Regions from separate parts of the Sus scrofa genome. Here region 2 is linked to region 1. The links are chromatin contacts, called in public HiChIP or PLAC-seq maps. All regions are on one chromosome and are shown on one strand. The core of a region is the stretch at or near the end of the contact, and the rest is flanking DNA. Distances in the headings are between cores, read along the strand shown. Region 1 overlaps SETD5 (SET domain-containing protein 5). Region 2 overlaps FANCD2 (Fanconi anemia group D2 protein).

Region 1 (4,469 bases), core at 1,083-3,582:
TGAGAAAAGGATATGTGAGAAACATGGGAGGAAAAAAGTATAGGAGAGGTAAGCAATAAGCATGGAAAATAAGAGATGAACTCCAAGAAAAGAGAAAGTTCAAAGATCTGGTAAAAAGTTCATTTACTTGGAGTAGTGTAAGTTTTAAGTTAGGCTTACAGTCTGGAGCAAGTTAATGCAGGCAAGGATCTAGAAGTTCAGGGCTGAAAAGAAGAAAAGAGAACTGTTGGGATAAACAAATAAGAGACTGAAGAAACATCATGATTTAGTAATTAGGAGCCAAAATAAAGTTTTCCTTTTCTCTCACCTCTTCTTCAACACTTGTTTATCCCTTGGCTCCTCTGTCTAACCTCCCTCTAGGGGCTACTGGGTTTGGCACAATAAACTGATGTCTACAAAAGCTCTAAGTTTACTAGAAGAGGTGGTAATTAAAACCTAGTTTTTTGTGGTTTTTTTTTCTGTCCTTTTGTCTTTTGAGGGCCACACCTGCGGAATATGGAGGTTTCCAGGTTAGGGGTCAAACTGGAGCTGTAGCCGCTGGCCTTCGCCAGAGCCATAGCAACCCAGGATCTGAGCCATGTCTGTGACCTACACCACAGCTCAGAGCAACGCCGGATCCTTAACCCACTGAATGAGGCCAGGGATCAAACCTGTGTCCTCATGGATGCTAGTCGGGTTCACTAACTGCTGAGCCACAAGGGGAACTCCAAAACCTAGTTTAAAACAAAACAAAACAAACAAAAACCTATTGTAGGAGGTCCCATTGCAACATAGTGGGTTAAGGTATGGGTTAAGCTATGGCAAAGGTTGCAGCTATGGCTAGGATTCAATCCCTGGCCCAGTAACTACCATATGCGGCAAGGATGGGGCAGGGGGTGTGGATGGGGAATCCTATAAGAAGTTCTTTCCCCATGAAAAACTTCACTAATGGTAATATTATAGAGGCCAAGACATACATTGTTGTACTTGAAAGGAAGGGGGGATGAGTAACAGAGTAAGAGTACATGCTATATATAGTAAAACTAAACGCTATAATCTTAATTTTTTTTTTTTTTGTCTTTTGTCTTTATAGGGCTGCACCCGCGGCATATGGAGGTTCCCAGGCTAGGGGTCTAGTCGGAGCTGTTGCCGCCTGCTTCCGCCAGAGCCACAGCAATGCTAGATCCAAGCCGCATCTGCGACCTACACCACACAGCTCACAGCAACACCAGATCCTTAACCCACCGAGTGAGGCCAGGGATCGAACCTGCAACCTCATGGTTCCTAGGTGGATTTGTTTCCACTGTGCCATGATGGGAACTCCAATCTTAAATTATTTTAACAATGAAGAAAAAGAAATACTGTATTCATAACCCATTTAACAATGATTTTTACTGCTAAAACTAACCAAGGATGCGAAGACTCTACCTATGACAATAATCAATTAGGAAAATTTTAGGCTTCTGAGTCTCAAAGATGATACTCTCAATGAACTCTGAACAATGAACTCTTTAAAAAGTTATATTCCCAAGACTTTTTAAAGGTTCTATCTTACCATGTTTCAACTCTCAGATCATGCTTTAGAGGCATGTACCACACTAGATCAGAAAAGAACCTCTCCTACCTGTGTTTGCTGACTCTCAAACCATACCTTTTTTCATTTTCAAATCCTGAAATGCAAACCATGTATACTTACTGCAGACAAAGTGGGTTATGCACAAAGTGGGTTATAAACTATACTGTATGAAAGTACAGTTTATGGAGTTCCTGTCGTGGCACAGCGGAGACAAACCTAACTAGGAACCATGAGGTTGTGTGTTCAATCCCTGACCTCGCTCAGTGGGTTAAGGATCTGGTGTTGCCATAAGCTATAGTGCAGGTCACAGATGCACCTCAGATCCTGCGTTGCTGTGGCTCTGGCGTAGGCCAGTGGCTACAGCTCCGATTTGACCCCTAGCCTAGGAACCTCTCTATGCCGTGAGTGCGGCCCTGAAAAGACCAAAAAAAAAAAAAAAAAAAAAAAAAACCAAAAAACCCCAAAAGCTATGCTTTTCTGTACTTTACGCAAAATTTCTCCAGTTGATAAAAACTTTAGTTTTAAGTTTAGAGTCTAATTCGTTATTTTAAAAATGAAGAAACAAGAGTTACAAAAAAGTTAATTTATAATAAGTCACAAAGTGGTGGAGTAAAGTAGAAAGAAAATTAGAATTTTACTGTATAGGCTCTATTTACTAAAGTAATTACTACTTACTTAATTTTATTACTATTTCCCCCCCTTTTCAGCCACACACACAGCATATGGAAGTTCCTAGGACAGGAAATGAATCTGAGCCAGAGTTGCAACCTTCACCACAGCTGAAGCAACACTGCATCATGAACCCACTGAGCCACAGTGGGAAGTCCCAATAATTACTACTTATTTTAGACAGCAATGTTTGAATTAAAACAAAATTTTAAAACTTAAGCACCAATTATTCCTGGTACTGTGTTAGACAAACAAGTCAAGATTAACATTTCTGGCTCTCTTGGGATTTCCATTTCTATTATCTAGATTTGTCAGGTTTTTCTCCAGTCATTCAACAATCATGAGATGCGTAACTACTATGTATAAAAGAAAACTATGTTAAGTGCTATTTTAAGATGTTTCTCTTACCCAAGTAGAAGATGTTAGGTACTTTGCAAACTCTCTTGGTTTGCTTATGCGTCAAGTACTGCATTTTCACAATCATGAAAGGGAAAGGAAATCCTAAGGTGTGTCTCTAGGATTAAGGAGTCAACCTAAAGTGAAAACAAAACCCTCCCATCCAAGAAAGAAAACCCTAAACCACTCCAGAGGTTAGCAGTGACACAGACAAGTTTGAAAACATATTTTTCTACAAATCTCTTATACTATTTAGGCAAAAGTTACCATTTATTGGTCTCATAAAAAATTATTTAAAAAATTTTTTTGGCCACACATGCAGCATGCAGAAGTTCCTGGGCCAGAGATCAAACCCAAGCCACAGAGGTGATTTAAGCCACATCAGGATCCTATAACTGCTAGGCCACCAAGGAACTCCTAAAGAATTCTTAACAGTACAAAGAACAACAGGTTGTCAGAACTTTCAAATCATGAACAGAACCTGACTATACATGTTCTGCAATTATTTGGCAGACAAAGAAGCTTAGTATATAGCAGTAAAGGAACTTAAAGCTTAATAATTCTGATACGCACAGTAAGGATCCTCTCTCAATCAACAGCTGTATCTTCATTCTTTTTTTTTTTTTTTTTTGGTCTTTTTGTCTTTTGGCCTTTTTAGGGCTGCTCCCGCGGCATATGGAAGTTCCCAGGCTAGGGGTCGAATCGGAACTGTAGTTGCCAGCCACAGCCACAGCAACGCCAAATCCGAGCAGTATCTGTGACCTACACCACAGCGTACAGCAACGCTGGATCCTTAACCCACTGAACGAGGCCAAGGAGCAAACCCGCAACCTCACGGTTCCTAGTTGGATTCGTTAACCACTGAGCCATGATGGGATCTCCTGTATCTTCATTCTTATTATAAAAATAAATGCTTGTAGAAATACACAAACATTACAAAAGCATAAAAAGTAGAAGTGAAATTCTCACAGAATTCTACTTCCCAAGGAGTCCCTAAAGATGAAAGTTGATAACCCTACTGTTCTTTAATCTGTTTTGCTCACTTTATTCATCTTTTTTAGGGCACACCCACAGCATATGGAGGTTCCCAGGCTAGGGGTCAAATTGGAGCTATAGCTGCTGGCCTACACCACAGCTACAGCAATGTGGGATCCTTAACCCACTGAGCGAGACCAGGGATCGAACCCGCAACCTCATGCTTCCTAGGTGGATTTGTTTCCGCTGAGCCACAACAAGAACTTCCCAAGATAATTTCAACATTCTTCAGTCTCTTCCTTAGAAGACACTCTACATCCTAAAAGAAAACCTTAAAATGAAAATTAATTGCAAATTCTTAACAATTCTGTGATACACTTTTTTTTAATGGCCACACCCTTGGCTTATGGAACTTCCCAATCTAGGGATAAAATCTGTGCCTCTGCAGCAACCCAAGTCGCTGTAGTCGGATTCTTAACCCAATGGCCATATAAGTCCAAAACATTTTTAATGCTATTAACTGGATACACTGGATGTCATCTGAGATCTCAGTTGCTTTTTCACTAAATTTGGGCTGGGACTGTCAAAATAAAACCTAGATCAGGCATTATTTTCAAAACCAAAGAATTTTCTTACAGCTGTTCCATGAGGTAACTTTTCTTTTAATAGAAGGTAGCAACAAGCTCTCAATTTCTTTTTCTAGGAATGAAAAAACAAATTATGCTAGCCATCTTTAATCTAGCTGGCATTTATAGGTCTATGACCAAAAAATTCAAGTAACCTAGAAGATTTGAGATCTCAAGTTTTAAACAGGTTATCAAAACTCTGTTCTACGAGTTCTGTCTCAGTAGTATAAATACGATGCCTTCATTTT
Region 2 (4,469 bases), core at 959-3,458, 510 kb before region 1:
AACTCAGATACTGTAAGCACGAATGAGAAGGGCTTGGATTCTAACTCAAAAATGCTGCAGCTCCAAAATAGTAGTATGAGAAACACAAAAATTCAGTCTGATGACTGAAAGAATTAAATGCTCGTTTGTTAAAATAAGCCAGAGAGGAGTTCCCATCGTGGCGCAGCAGAAACGAATCCAACTAGGAACAATGAGGTTGTGGGTTTGATCCCTGGCCTCACTCAGTTGGTTAAGGATCTGGCCTTGCTGTGAGCTATGGTGTAGGTCAAAGACAAGGCTTGGATACCAAATTGTAGTGGCTGTGGTGTAGGTCTGCAGCTGTAGCTCTGATTCACTCCCTAGCCTGGGAACCTCCATATGCTGTAGATGTGGCCCTAAAAAAATAAAATAAAAATTAGCCAGAGAATAATTTTAGAAATAAGACTGGTTTTGGGGGGGAACACAAAAAAAATAACTGAACGACAACAAAAAAAATAGTTTTAATATACCCTCAGTGGGCCCTAGGGTCCCCCTCTAGCTGTAGAAAGAGATTTTTTTTTTTTGGTGGGTTTTTTTTTTTCTTTTTTTGTTTTTTAGGGCCACACCTGCAGCATACGGAAGTTCCCAGGCCAGAGGTCGAATTGGAGCTATAGCTGTCGGCCTACACCACCACAGCCACATGGGATCTAAGCCATGTCTGTGACCTACACCACAGCTCATGGCAATGCCTGATCCCTGACCCACCAAGCAAGGCCAGGGATTGAACCTGCATCCTCATGGATATTAGTCATATTCGTTTCTGCTGTGCCACAACTGGAACTCCCAGAAAGCGGCTTACTAACCTGGCTCTGTGTCTGAGGCCTTTTTTTATACCAAAGGGCTGTTGTGGTGCCTTCACTTCCTGGGATGAGGAGTATGGCCTACAACCATTGCCTATGAGCAATGCTCCCCAACTTGAAGAGCTAAAGAGTCACAGACTAAGAGAAAAGCAACCGAGTATGGAGAGAGCAGTGCTGGGGTGACCTCCCTTCCACACTTCCCATCACTCTCACAAGGCATGGGAGAAGGAGACCACCACTGGGTTACCTGCAAGTCCCGGTTTTTGAGATTGCCCAGCCAGAAAGCCTCTCTGCAACTGTTGAGGGTAAGCATAGCTTTCACTCTGCAGACTAACAGCTCCAGGGTCTTTTTGAGCAAAGGCACATGTTTGGTGAGTTTTGTGTCCTGGTGAATCTGAATGAAAACAAACACACCCAACTCATTTGGATTTATCATCATGCTTTCACATCTCCAATATAGCGACTCTTGAATTCCTGACACTTGAACATTGAACAAGAGCATAGGCCAGAGACATGTTTCATCAAATAGCAGAAGCTTTGCAGAATATTCTGAAGAGAATGGCAGCTGTCCTTCAAGCTAAAAGAGCCTAGAAGACACACCACCGACACCTCTCATTTCCTCAAAACATCTTATTGACCAATTATCAATTACCTTACCTAAAAAAAAAAAATTCCTTTTTTTTTTTCAGGGCCACATCTGTAGCATAAGGAAGTGCCTGGGCTAGAGGTCGAATCAGAGATGCAGCTGCCAGCCTACACCACAGCCATGTGGCATCCAAGCCACATCTGCGACCTATGCTGCAGATTGTGGCAACACTGGACCCTTAACCTATTGAGAGAGGCCTGTGATTGAACCCACATCCTCATGGATACTAGTCAGGTTCTTAATCTGCTAAGCCACGATGGGAATTCCAATTTACCTAAAATATGCCTGAACATATATGATAGTAAACAACAGACAGTATCCTTTTTTAGCTGAGAGGCCTTAAAATTCCACCATTCAACATCTTGAGAAGTCAGAACCAGGGGAGGAAGTGCACAACAGGAACTGGGTGGGAGGACCACGGGTTTGCCAGTGACTATAGAACTCCATGGTTCTGTGTTTCCTCAGATAAAAAGTGACAATGGTTCAGTGGTAGGCTTCAAATCGAAAAGTCCTTGAAAGCTAAAATGTTCTCATAGGAGACAGATGTGTTCCTTGGCAAGTGAACAGTACAGATGAACAGCCCTAAACACAGCTGCTTTTGGAACTACCTCTTTATTTCCAGAAGAGTCATCACTGACATAACATTCCTCCTGCCCAGAGCGCTTTGTAGCCATTACACACCCACCAACATTCTCTCTCTCTCACCAAAGAAGACCTTCTAGAGGAAATAGGGCTACGGAGCGTGAATCAAATTTCAGATGCAGAAATTCCCCTCTAGTTGATTGCCCAATCTCAGCCAGCAACTGGGACTGACAATGCTGAATAAACTTCCTTTGGACAGACACAGTCCCAGAAATAAAGGGGGTGAAAAAGGAAGAAGGAGCTGCTGGAACCCATGGATCTCTAAATGGCAATGGCAGATTAAGCCCATGATGACCTGCTCTCCCTCTTACCTTGGAATGCCCACACAGGTGATGAAGCAATCTCGTGTTCAACTGGAAGGTTTCCAATAAACTCAGAACATCTTCCTAGAACCAACAACATGCATCAGTGCCAAATGAACTTTTTTTTTTTTTTTTTTTTTTTTTTTTGCTTTTTAGAGCCACACCTGTGGCATATGGAAGTTCCCAGGCTAAGGGTCGAATCAGAGCTACAGCTGCTGGCCTACACCACAGCCACAGCAACACAGAATCCGAGCCAAGTCTGTGACCTATACCACAACTCATGGCAATGCCGGTTCCTTAACCCACTGAGCAAGGCCAGGGATCGAACTTGCATCCTCATGGATGCTAATCAGATTCGTTAACCACAGAGCCACGACGGGAACACCATCATTTCATTTTAAGTGCAAGAAATTCTTTCAGTTAAGGGTTCCAAAGAATCCTGCAGGTTCCAGCCACATATGGATAATCACCTTTCCTTTATTAAATTTACTTACAATGTAAGTTTCAGGTGTACAACACAGCGATTCACAATTTTTACAGATGGTACTGGATAATTATCTTAATTTGCCCCTCAAACAGGAGGAGTGCTTGCTGGCCATCCTCTCCTTTCCCTTTCTGAGCTATAAGGGACCAGCCAAATATTGTTTTTTTACAAAGTTCAATTTGCTAAATATGTGTGAGAGATTGTCATCTCTGTTTCTATCCTTATTTCACTACTCTAGCCCTGGGTCCTACTCAGCTAAAAAAACTCTTTAAGATTGTCTTTTATAATGGCAAAGTTTACAACAAAAGTGAGTTTGGTTTTTTCCCCCCTAAATTCTTGAGACCAGACCTAGAGAAGCACATGGGAATAAGCAAATGACCCCCTAATATGTGAGGTCCTGGGAGTGCAGTAGCACAATAAACTCAAGCTAAAAGGAACAGCCATCCTCAGATGTGGAGGAGAAGCAGGAAGGTGGAATATTCAGTTCTCTGTGGGCATCTCTGGGGATGGCTGAAGTGACCAGAGGTGCCTAAGTAGATCTGTGACTCAGAACCTGGGCAAGGGGACTGCTCCCATGCCAGCCCAGAAGTCTCCATGGACACATCCTCTGAACAACTGTACAGAGCAAGTCTTTGCTGCTGCTCAGTTCTTACCCGGTGCTTTCTAAAACTGAAGTCTAGGAGCGGCATACACTGCTTCAGAAATGCTTCCACAAAGAGACGTCCATACTGAAAAAGAGAAGACAAACATTGGTGATGACCTCTAGCTGAGGTCCTTCACCTGAAAGGCCCCCACCTGAGGCAGCATTGCATTACCCAGACCAGGGGATTTCTTTTCTTATTTTTATATATAAAAAATAAATGGAGAAGGGTTCAAAAGGTTAACTTGGAGAATGTAGCTTAACGTAAAAAAACTAATGGACTTGCTAACTAAGCCCCAGAATTAGGCAGACTTAACTACCCCAGACACAGCTGATGCACAGGGGTGTTGCTCAGCTTGAGAATGAGGGCTCAGAGAAACAGAAGGGAACCCCAGCTCCCTGAGGACAACTTACTCTCAAGAGGATTAAGCTGGGAAGAGCTGAGGAAACACAGGACCAAGTGCCAAACTTCCCAATCAGATAAATCACTCCCTCTCTCACCACATCCCACACTGGGCCCAGGGAGAAGAATAAAGAGGAAGAGAGACATCAGGAGATAACACAAAAGGGGCGCCATCCACTTGGAAGGAACTGTCAGTGGTGGGTTAGAAGCAGTGTCCCTACAGCCTTCCCTAGCTCTTAACCCACTGGGTTTACCATCAAATCTAGCACTGACCCAGGATATCGCCCTGGCAGAGGAGTTCAGTAGACACCAAAACACCAGCTCTCACACTGAGTCCTCTTCCCATGGGCTCTGTGAAGAGGAGTCACCCACTCCTCCTCCCTATCTGTTGCCTGGGGAAGAGCAGCAGGAAGAGACTAATGCTCCCGAAGCCAGGCTACACCACAGCAAATTGCTGTTGCTGCGGGATCCGAGCCTTGCCTGCAACTTACACTGCAGCTCACAGGAACACTGGATTCTTAACCCATTGAGGCC

The links. HiChIP or PLAC-seq counts read pairs in DNA pulled down with a chosen protein or histone mark.
Region 2: an H3K27ac HiChIP or PLAC-seq map of alveolar macrophages shows a contact between it and region 1. The contact joins two enhancer-like sites. A contact is called at or near these places in 1 of 5 promoter capture datasets (fetal liver) and 1 of 2 datasets of contacts at active chromatin or transcription factors (alveolar macrophages).

What each region holds. Positions count from the first base shown.
Region 1 is chr13:65,789,699-65,794,167 of Sscrofa11.1, reverse strand. The region is part of intron 1 of SETD5 (SET domain-containing protein 5); the gene reads right to left. Among named protein-coding and RNA genes, the nearest start is that of SETD5, 32 kb to the right of the region's middle. Within about 2 kb of position 2,332, at least 1 of the 83 cell types and tissues checked has an H3K27ac peak or open chromatin away from gene starts, as enhancers often do. A contact at or near this core is called in alveolar macrophages, where this site is marked.
Region 2 is chr13:66,300,925-66,305,393 of Sscrofa11.1, reverse strand. FANCD2 (Fanconi anemia group D2 protein) reads right to left here. Exons shown (of 44, transcript XM_021069313.1): 40 at 3,546-3,620; 41 at 2,418-2,492; 42 at 1,066-1,212. Among named protein-coding and RNA genes, the nearest start is that of FANCD2OS, 9.8 kb to the left of the region's middle. Within about 2 kb of position 2,208, at least 9 of the 83 cell types and tissues checked have an H3K27ac peak or open chromatin away from gene starts, as enhancers often do. A contact at or near this core is called in alveolar macrophages, where this site is marked.